2 separate regions of the Gasterosteus aculeatus genome follow, and region 1 is linked to region 2. Evidence: chromatin contacts called from public Hi-C data. All regions are on one chromosome and are shown on one strand. Each heading gives the region's core, a stretch centred on a gene start, on an enhancer-like site or on the middle of the called end of the contact. The rest is flanking DNA. Distances are from core to core; before and after follow the strand shown.

Evidence for each region. A called contact is a pair of places that touch in the nucleus more often than the background predicts.
Region 1: a contact with region 2 is called in a Hi-C map of blood and trunk muscle, with 2.0 times the contacts expected there. The contact joins the enhancer-like site here to the promoter of LOC120817971 in region 2.

What each region holds. Positions count from the first base shown.
Region 1 is chr4:30,379,591-30,385,418 of fGasAcu3.hap1.1, forward strand. The region is part of intron 1 of wnk1b (WNK lysine deficient protein kinase 1b); the gene reads left to right. Among protein-coding and RNA genes, the nearest start is that of wnk1b, 23 kb to the left of the region's middle. Within about 2 kb of position 4,416, at least 3 of the 9 cell types and tissues checked have open chromatin away from gene starts, as enhancers often do.
Region 2 is chr4:30,347,217-30,353,025 of fGasAcu3.hap1.1, forward strand. It overlaps LOC120817971 (ninjurin-2), which reads right to left and starts at 1,980. Exons shown (of 5, transcript XM_040174675.2): 1 at 1,724-1,980. The coding sequence starts at 1,819.

The DNA.
Region 1 (5,828 bases), core at 3,166-5,665, 35 kb after region 2:
AACAAACCTCTAAATTAAAAAGTACAAACTAATTTCCCGCTGAAGAACAACCAATTATTGCTGTCACTTCCAGGATGAACGGTCTTCTTTTATAAGAAGGTCTTCTTAAAGACTTTTAATTGGGCCTTGTGGTTATCGTGGTGTAATAGTGTGTGTGTGTGAGAATTGGTGGCGTGGGCTCATTACTGTGGCCCCCGTTGTCGTCGTTACACTTATAGTTCCTGCGAATGAAGCTCATTACCAAGTCGTACAATTTGGCTTTTGTCTAAATGTCACAGCTCATTATCTGGTCCGTCCTTCCGCCTCCTCTCGCATCCCCCCCCGCCCCCCCCCCCCCCCACACCCCTTTTTCAGTACTTCTCCCCACCGGTGCTCATCCAATAACATCTGCTGCTCTCCCGTCGTTCCTTCTGATCGACTCCTCCATCCGTCCTCAAACACCTTTCCCCGTTTCGCTCGCGTTCCCTACACTCCCAGTACCTCTTCCATCCTTCCAGCCTCGTAGTTCCCGGTACCACTTACCCCCTCGTCCCTTATCAATCTAAATGCTGGCGACATCTCTGACTGTATTCCCGCTCGCTGACGTTCTTCTTTTAACTGGGATACTTGGGTCGTCTTCCAGCAGCATCAAGTTTCTTATTTTTTTGTGAAGCATGTGGTTTTTTGCTCAACAAAGGCCGTGTGTTTCTGGTTGATGTGCGCCTCAGACTCACTCAGTCCTTGTGACATTGACAATTCTGTCTCTCGGAGAGGCATTACCGAGACAGAGAGGCACCTCTGCAGTAACCCTACACCGTGTGTGTGTGTGTGTGTGTGTGTGTGTGTGTGCGCATGATGTTCAAACAGTTATTGCAGCATAGTGTCACATAATCCGACCCCCATTTCTGCCTCCCTCATCTTCTCTCCTCTCCTCAGTCGAAGTGCGCCACAGTTTGCACATTGTCGGCTCCAGCTGTCAAGGAAACTGCTGTTGCTATCGAACCGGGCTTTTTCACCCGCCGGCTCTCGTCTGGCTCCCTTGAAATTTCCCGTTTTAATGTCACCGTTGGGGGGGGGGGGGGGGTGGAAGAAAAGCCGGGCGTGATTCACTTCTGCTTCGGGAGAGATCCGAGTGTGGAACGTTTCGGCATTGTGTGTGTCGTCCCAGCAGGGATGACTTCAGAGGACAATTATGCCCATTTCCTCTTCCCCTAACCCCTCTTCCATTGTCGCCCCGGCTCTCACGTCACCTCCGCTTTCCTCCCCCTCTTTGTCGGCCCTGTGTGCGCATCTGCATGGACTCACTCATGCATCTATTGTCTCCTTGTATGTAAGCAAGGAAACTGGCCAAAGTAATGTTTTTGGCTGTTTGTCTTTGCTAATGAAACGTTGGCCTCATTCATAACTTTGTTTCGACGTGTTTGCTTCAAATTACGTGCGAGTGTTGGGCAAAGGGACAAGAAAAATAAAAATGGAACTAGGCTAATGTCTCGTAGCCGGCTCGGGCAGGAACAGACTCTCATCTGGAACAAATTAACCCCAAAACCTGCATGTCACAAAACCACAGTCGCTCGCCAGACGACTCAGAGAGGCGCGCGTGCACACATGCGCACACACATGCACACATGCGCACACACATGCACACACATACTTTTGGCTGGAACTCGTCCAGTTGTCTCTTGATTCCTCAGTTGTCGTAGGACGGCCCTGTCGGTAGCCTGCATCTGTTTTTTAACTTCTGTGATCGTCTGCAGCCCCCGTATCGGCTCCTCTCCCTCGTCCCACGCCAACCAGGCCGCAGAGGAAATGTAGGCCGCTGTGAGCGCAGGGACAAGACACGCGGGAGCAACGCCGGGGGGGCTGCGGCGGCGGCGAGATACAGAGGATTGTTGACTTGCACGTCTGATTTCTTTTAAACTTGTTTGTTCTGCAGACTTTTATTTCTCTCCCCATTTTAAAATCACTTGTTCTGTCTCATCTCGTTCCACTCATGAGCTAATCCCCCCCCTCCTATGTTTATTGTTCAGGACAGGCAGTTTTATTTGTTTGTCACTCGTACACATGGGTTTTGTACTGTGTGAATGTGCTTCAGACATCTATATCGGTGTGTGTGTGTGTGTGTGTGTGTGTGTGTGTGTCTGTCACACACACACACAGATATGTCGACAGTGTTTGTGCCAAAGCAACACATGTAAACACGCGATTGGCTGCTCTCTCTGAAGCGGTTGGTAGGACGACACAGCGTAAAAGTGGACCGCTTTGAATGTTCCGCCCGCTGGTGTTATTTAGTTCGTATGCTTTCACTCACCTCTCTGCTAGTGTCCCAAAAGAAAACGCCGTCACGGTGCGAATGCTAAAAAGTAAAAAAAAAAAAATCAAAACTTCCACGGCTGAAGGCCAAAAACCAAAAGACGAGCGCGAGGAGGTGTGACAGGGGGGAAAGCACAAGATCAAAAGTCATAGTTGAAGGTACGATTACAACAACTATTTCCCACCCAAATATTGCTGAACAAACCCGTTTTTTAAACCACGTTTCTCTGCATATCATTGCCACCACTTGTCAGTTATATCAGTAATGTGTCGGCAGCGTGCCCTTGCACAATGACAACATAGCGACATAACGGGGCTCAACTCATCAAAGCACGGCTTCACAGGGCCACTGGTCACAAATCCGATGGGGGGGGGGGGGGGGGGCTTTGGGAAAAGGTAGAGTACTTGTCTCCGTCACGTGCTCTTTGATCTGTTGGGCCTTCGTGACGTCTTCTCCTTCTCACTCTCTAAATCTAGAATAACACACACACGAAAGGTGAGTGAACTTCACACCCTTTTCAAAGCGATTCCCTTTGTCCCCCCGCCCGCTCTTGAGTTCGACTTCTATCCGAAACTGGCTGATAGCGTCAGCCGAGCGCCCATGTAATCCGCCGCGGTGCACCAGGAACACGAAGTGCCGCTATTGGATTGGATGCCGACGGTTGTTGACGATCCCCGGAGCGAAACCGGAGAAGTTCAGCCCGGGCGTTTACGATTTAATGGGCTGTAAAGGGATAGTCCTCCGATATTATGTAATCGTTTTATCCGGGACACGCCCCGCCCTCCCCATCAACCCCCTCGCCGCCGTCTCTCCAGCTTCAGATCGCCAGCTACTGTAGCGGCCTTTTAAGATGACATTTTCACCCTGCGGCAGCCAGAGAGACGTAGTGACAGGCACATGTGCACGGTTTCCCAGTAATGAAGCCGGAGACATCTGTTGCTGTTCTAGTGGGATTTTCTAGGGATTTCATCCTTGACCCCCCCCCCCCTCCTTCGTATATGGGACGCATAGAGTTCCTCAGTCGTGCCGTCCCTCTTCTAACCATTGTGACTCTGTGTCACATGGCGAGATGTTGGGGTGGAAAAAAATATTCATAGATCTGAACAATTTAAAAAATCTATCCCATCCATCATAGAAAGACAGATGCACGGTAGCTATATTGAGACGGGGACCTTTTACACACTAGCTCCCCCCCCCCCCCCACACACACACACACACACACACACACAGACACAAAAACTGATGTGTCGCACGTACAAATACAATTGCTTTATTCACACTTGACCTACAGACATGCCTCATAAGACCCCATGAGCACCGGGGGGGACTTTTGGGAGATTTATGGCTTCTTTCAAATGTCTCCTGTTTCAAATTGATCGTTGTTACGCTGCTCTCACAAAAACCATTACACTCTAAGCCTATTGCTACTGATAAGCTTCTGGTCAGAACAACGCTGAGGCAAATAATAACCCAAAAAAAAGCCTTTTAATGTGACCAATTCTGTGGCAACCTTTTGACCGTGAAAACCTTGTATCCTCGCTTGCTTCACATAACTTTATTGGACCGGTTTCCTGTTTGCGCCACAAAGCGGGGCATTGTGTTGGTTGCTTAAATCATTTCAAACACCAGCCAATGAATAGAGCTTTATTAGAGGTTATAACCAGTTTGGCTCAGCTGATTGAGGATTTGTACACAGATGCACGTGTCCTCGCTTTTACTCATTAGCTCCGTATTCGGGATTACTCCGGGTATAGCGGGATTACTTTGCACCGACTTCCTTTCATTATCCTTGGATCGACGCGACCGGCTCAAGTGGCTGAGCAGAAGGGCGTGATGAGCGAGAGAGGCAGGCTTTTCAAATGCATCCTGTTTGCATTGTGTGTGTGTGTGTGTGTGTGTGTGTGTGTGTGTGTGTGTGTGTGTGTGTGTGTGTGTGTGTGTGTGTGTGTGTGTGTGTGTGTGTGTGTGTGTGTGTGTGTGTGTGTGTGTGTGTGTGTTGGGATCAGTTAGGAAAGGAGAAGAGAGGAGCGAAAAAGGAAGATTGGCGAGGAGGTGAGGTGTGACCCAACACAGCAGAGAGCAATGACTGCATCGTGTGTGTGTGCGTGTTGCACAGCCGGGCACGGAGAAATGAGACAATAGGGCGCACAGCGAGCGGCGGGCTGAGATGGCACCTATTGTTAACGCACACCAGTGCACAACACAAACAACACCCACGTCAGGGCTTGTTATCGAAGCCATCGTCATCATGAATGGGTTTGTTTGTCCCGCCCGCTCATGTCGGACAAAGAAGAGAAACAATCAAACCCCTCCCCTCCCCGCCCCTACGGAAGATGGATACCTGGTCACATGTAGTTCTTTCATACACTCAGAAGTAAACTAAATTGTATAACCAACATACCTCGAGAGGAGAGAACCAAAGCATTTTCAACAGAAACAACCAAATAGGTTTAGGTCGGATTACAACACGCACGCACACACACACACACACACACACACACACTCATACACACATGGCCCTGATTACTGAAATATGTAGAGAGGTGATTGATGGGGAAACTAAAAACCACCCAAATAAGAGGTAAGAAGAAGGGGGGGGGTGATGGAGAGACAAAACGTGAACGGTAAACGAGAAGGGAGAGAAAGAGAGGAGAAGATGAAGGGATCACGTGGAGGGTGTAGGAGACGTGTTTCCTCCGTTTGGCTGTCATGTCCATGCAAAGGATGAGATCAGTCTCCAATCGCCCGACCACGACCCGCCCCTCTGACTTTAGCTGGAACTTATTCATCCTCTTTTCAATCATTCTCATTCAGAACAGATGCGCTCTCTCTCTGTCCGTCTCTCCCTCCCTCCGTCCCTCCCTCATGTGCTGGCTAACCATAACAAGCTGTGGCGAAGGTCTTGGAGAGTTGTGTGCAACTGAAACACGTAGATGTGTGTCGTTTTTTTTCTGCACATGCACATGTTTATGAGTGTGTGTTCTGCAGGGGGCTTGAGGTTCTTTGCAGGAGAGTATTTCCAGAGTGTGGGGGGTCTGAGAGGCGCTTTGGCTACATGGAACACAGTGGACCTTTTTTCATGGTCTATGGATGTACTCATGCACACACAGCACCCCTACATGTGGCCCCGTCCACGGCCACTGTAGGTTCTTTACTGCAAAGAGAAACAAATCGGGTCATTCACTCAACCGATGGGCTTAACGTAATAAAGATTTACAGGTCCTGGGTTGGTTTGGGTTTTTTTTTCGCTCTCAAGCTGCAGACCGGCATTCCTCCAAATTTAGGTCAGGACTCAGAAGGTTAATCAGAGGATCGTCGAAGTGGGTCAGCAGCACATTCTGGAGGAGCCGTGATGAGAAGTTTTTAGTTACAGGTTTCCAAGAAGAGTTTTTATGATTATGGCAACTAACCAGCGAGTTGGTGGCTGTGATTGGTCATGTGTGGAGTGCATCTGCAGCTCCTCTTAAAAAACTCTCCCACCCACACTCATAATTGCGTTACGTAATTGGTGCGTAACTCCGTTAATCATCTCCTATTT
Region 2 (5,809 bases), core at 730-3,229:
AGCCACTACTTAGAGGAACCCGTGGACTCGTGAGGCCAACAAGTCTTGTCCTATATAACAATAATGGTCATAAATGGCCAGTGATTATTCTGCAACAGCAGCGGCAGGTGTCAGATTGTGAGGAAGACCAACGTGTATCCACAGTTGTGCGGCCTGTGCGTACATGCATGCGCGTGCTGACCACGCCCGGCGTCGACATGCAGGATGTGAGTCCCGCCGTGCAAGCGGTTTCCCCAAACACGCATACGCATACGTTCAGGCGTTTCCGCGTGCAATCGGGGAAACAGGTTTTTGAATATTTGTATTGGTGGGATAAAAGGTCTCCCCCAACAGTCCCGGTGGCCTTAATCGCCGTTAGCGATGCAAGTTGTCCAATAAGATTTGTTTTTGCTAATTACTGGTAGAACACAGCTGTCAGTAGACACTGTAATCGCCAGGACCAATGTTCCCCAACATTACGGATAAACTGTGTTTTCATAAATGGTAATGTTGTTGGAGGATTGAAAGTAACCGCGTGTTTGTGTGTTCAGTTAAATGAATGAACAGGACCAGCATTCATGAGGGGTGAATTTGGAAGCGGTTTGAAGGTAGCAAACTTATTTTTGCAGCTACATGAATTCAGTCAAACTACAGAAACTTTCAGTAATATTACTATTGTGTAAAATTCAATTCAAAACTAAATGTTTAATCAGTTTTGTTTTTGTTAAGCTTGGTGATGTTACCCCTGATTACGACACACAACCTCCCCAACACACACACACACGCACACATATATCAGACTGAATATCTGAATTCACATGAGTTAGTTTGAGGTTTAGGTTTTAATTCACCCATAAACACTGTGATTATGTGGTTGTATTTAGTGTGGATGATAACGTAATATACAACTACGTCCGCGTGCGAACACACATACACACGCACACACACACACACACACACACACACACACACACACACACACACACACACACACTTACTCTTGAGTAACTGCACTTTGTTCACTGGAGACCATGTAGCTAAATATAACCAGTAACCGACAGCCCCGCTGGCTGACAGGCAGAAACATTGCTGGCTCTGACACTGACACAGAAGAGGAATCGCAACACACACCAGAGAGCGTGTGTGTGTGTGTGTGTGTGTGTGTGTGTGTGTGTGAACTGTGTGCATACCTATTACTGTAGTGAATAATGAGTCTGAGGAACATTTGAAGAAGTCGTACAATGTTCGACTTGTGAAACAAAAAGGCCTTAAAATAAATCTTCTTAAAACCTCAACCTTTCCTTGACCCCTTTTTATGGCCATTAAATGAGTCCCTGTTCTGTTGACCACTGGCTGCATTAAGAGGACTTAGTTACCTTTGCACCTAGGCCCTAATTGATTTTTGATGGATGTTGCGACCATAAGCCGGTCTCAGAATAGATCACGGACGCTTGGTCGGACCCGGCGAGCGGCGCAGCAGCCCTCTGATCCTCGGCCTCTCACGTGGGCCGGACATACCGCGGCTCTGTGGCAAAGCTTCACCGTAGGCCGAGGAGCCGAGATGAAAAGAGTGAAGGGGAGAGGGGAGAGGGAAAGGAAGAGAGGAAGATAGGACGACCGAAAAGCTGCACCTACACTTCAACGTCAATCAAATTGGTCCTTCTTTGTCCCCCTGTCTCTCTCTCTCTCTCTCTCTCTCTCTCTCTCTTTTCGCAGTTTCCTCCCCCGTTTTGGGTGCACTAACCTGCAGAGGGCCGCCGGCCGGCATGGTGGATCTCAGCGACGTCAGGTCGATGTCTCGGCCCTGCTCCCCTCTCTCTGTCTTCCCGAGTCCCTGCATAATAAGGCCCCCACACGCACACACACACACACAGTCGCGTGCACACACACACAGTCGCGTTCCCGACTGTTCCCCCGACGGCGGTGCAAATGCTAATGCGAGGATGGCAGTGGTCGCTGTGAAAGGAAATGACCCTGGACGACGAGCATCGAGCACCAGGCAAGGCCAGGGCGGGGGGGGGGACGACAAACAAACAGCTTATTCACACCATCCCGGTCCCCCCCCACTACGCCCTCTTCTATCTCTCTCTTTCCACTCTTCTAGTTCTAGGCTGCCCCCCCCCCCCCGGCTATTCTCCACCTCTGCCAAATCTAGGTTGTACAAATGCTGGAATACACAATTTTGCTTCACACTGCAAAACAGGAAAATTTTGTCCGGCCGTATTTTAAGGTTTGTCTCTGCACAATCAATGGCTCGATTTGGAACGACCAAACGGACGCACACCGTCCGTCGCGTCTATTTGTGCGTGTTTGCTCAACAAAAACATTCTGCTGTATTTCAGTTGAGTTAACTGAGGTCAGACGTCTTCTCGTAAAAAAAGCACTGAGGCTCCACTGTCAGGAGGTAGCAAACCTGCGACCCCAAGGCCCTGCAGCAGGGATCCGATGGCGCCATGTGCACCGGAGGCAGACATCTCAAAACACCGGCAAAGAATGTACAAGAAAACTATTCTTCTGCAACTTCTGAAGTTTGCAATCAGCCACCTCAAGCTGCTGTACCAATACGTGCCGCGGCTCTAACTTACATTCCCCCGGCAGTGTCGACAAAATACTACTCACATGACGCACATGCACACGCAGTGCGCTCTCTCTTGTCGAAACGTGCACACATGCAGAGTGTCCTGGGCCTGAATAGGGTTGTCAGCAGTGATTAAAACTCCTAATCCCGGAGAAATGATCACCTCCATGGTAGGAGTTTCATTAGGTCAAGTGTACGGGTCGCACTTTGTCAAGGCCCATGTAGGGGCATCACAAAGGGGTTATTGGGCTTATAAAAAAACGTGCAGCTCACATCTGTTTCACCTCGCACCCAGGCTTGTTGTTGACAAAATTAAAGTGAAATTAACTGTAGAGCTTAACATCCACGAGGTGTGATGCATGCTGCGTTTTCTAAAATAAGAGGAACGTAAACTGTCGGCGCAAAAATGTACAGAACAACGTGCCTCAGACATTGTTTCTTTCACACTGGAAAAAAAAACACTTGAAACGTGGGCGCAATTATTTTGCAGCACTCATACGGGACACATCTGCTTTCTATTTTCTCTCTAATGGATAATGTGTTTAAGCTCTCGAGCTTAAAGCACAAACGTCTGCCTTTTCGCTTCTTCTTCTTCTTTTTTTTTTTTTTCAGTATTACATTTGCATTAACAAGCTTCCAGGAACTGTCAGCCGACACTGTCAACGAGAAGTTATTTTGTTTTTGCGGTTTTCCAGAATTACACCTCTGGCTACTCTCCTGCACTCAGTGGCAACACCGCGGTCCATTTTACTCCTGTGAGGACTGTTGGACTGTTCCCAGTTGATCCCTCAATGCGAGGCTAGAAACAAACCGTCCTGCCCAAAGAATTTCTTTCCTAGAAACAAGAGCTTACAAGAGTCACTCAGCCAAAACCGTTCTCATTGTTCGCCTCCTAGAAAAAGAGTCTTTAGAAGATGACGGATACGTTTTGCACAGATGCATTTTGTTTTACTAGTACTCCCTAGGAATAACAAATACTGTGCAGATAAAACGGTTTGAGTTGGACATCTCCCCCCTGCTTAGGGGGGGGGGGACTTAAAGGATCAGGTTTTCTGACAGCTAAATGTGTTCTCCGGCTTCTGGAAAAGGTTATTCAGGTTCACACACGCAGGTCCTGATGTTCGGTGAGGAGGAAAAGGTACTGGGGCCGCCTTCCATTAGGGGCTTTTTTTTATGGTATTGCGTGTTTCTTTATGTGGAAAATAGAAGCTTCAATGCGCATACCTGTCAAGTCATATAGATAACATCATTGTCTTTGAAAAATTAACGCCATCGGCGATCTGCTGATCTTGTAGCAGTTTTACTTGACTGTAAACAAGTGCATGCGGCGTTGCGAAACACTCACAAGACTTGCAACACGGGCTTTTTGCTTCAGCGTCCTCGCTCATGAGCGAAGGCGGGTAGCTTTCATTTGTGTATGGAGGCTATTAATAACCAGGGCCAGACTGAGAACTTTATTAAGGTCCGTGCCTCGGACCAGCACCGAGTAAGCCTGCCACTTCACCTCCAGATATAAAACAGAGTGCTTTTAGTATGAAGGATCCTGCCTGTCCACCAATGAATTCCTTGATACTTGACTTAATATTTGAAGTTGTTTGGTTTTGCACGCCTGGCATCTTGCCGCTGGAGCCTAACGGCGACATTATCAAGCCACGCGCTTGTTCTCTGGACACTTTTGGCCTCGGCGGCTTTTAGAACTTGTATTATTCTGGTATTTTCAACGTTCTCTTTCTGCTTCCTGCTTTGTTTTACATAATTATATGTCTCTTCGTTTCACACCTGCACCTCATTTCTAAATGAGACTTGCTCTGTCTTGCACGGAGCTTTTCCAAACGGACTTATAATCAGTTGTAGCAACGCGTGACACTGTGTAATGATACTGGCTGGGACTCTTTGTCACTCTGTGTCTTTGTTGTCCTCTCACACACACACACAAACAAACAAACACACAAACACACAGATAGAGCTTCAGCAGTACCAGGCTGCGCTGAGCCCCTCGCTTTCTACCTCTGTCTGTCGTGCACACATGCATGCACAGCAGACAGTGCCCGTCTCTCATTCTGGTTTAGTATTAAAAAAGGCCTTTTGATTTTGTTCTTTTCACAGTGATGCCAACACAAACAGACACACACCACACACACACACGCACACACACACACACACACACACACACACACACACACACACACACACACACACACACACACACACACACACACACACATATACCAGCTGATACCAGCAGATAACACTATCACACCAAACGGTCACGCGTAAACACACATTGTCGTGGCCAAGTTCACATGCAAACATGGGGGAGCAGGGAAATGGGGGATGAGGGTTGGAGACGGTTTCAGGGACAGGCGGGCAGGTGCACATGTGTCTTCATGCACAGCTTTCTGGACAGCCCGGAAGCACGGGCAAAAGAAAAGGTACATTTGAAGAGAATAATAAATGAAAAATGGAAGTGGAATTGGAGTGCAAACAAGGCGATATTTTGAGACCTCAACAATTCCTTTTTGAATTTCTTTTTTAAGCAACTTGCACTAAAAATACAGTGAATGGATCTGACAAGCGGCCTGTTGTCTTGCTACACAAGAGGCTGCGAGGAGTCCAAATGTCGGAGTAAGAATGCAACACAAGAAATGTTTGGAGACATTTGCATTCCTACTATTCACGCCTGTGCCGCCTCTCACATGCAGCTCACACAAATTTCCGGTTGCAATCTGCAACCACACCGCCAGACGCCACCAGATCCTGCAGACTCTGCCTTTAAGGTTCTGATACAAAACACGAGAAATCAGGACTCCTGTGAGGGAAAATGGGTCAACAAGGGGTTCCTGCTTATTTTAAATGTGTGTCTGCCCTGGAGCCCACCTGCACCCATACAAATATTTAACAAGAAGAGAACTGCAGAGCAGCACTTCATAGAGGTTGGGTGTTTAAGTTTAAACGATTCCGTCATGTAATGGAACATGCACAAAGACGCGTGGATTTACAAAATAAAATGCAACCGATTTTCACCGGGAAATTTGATGGAACTACTTTTGTTACGCTCAAAATGACTCCAATTTCAGCATCAATATTCTTCTACACATTAAATAAACACACACACACATGTTTTCTTGTGGCTTTAAGATAATTTCTTCCCAGGAAAACACAAGTTAGTTTTTCTGGGAAACAGGAAATTAGATTTTTAAAGCAGCAGGAAGAAAAAAAGCGTGCGGTCCCATCATTTGTTGTGATTCACAA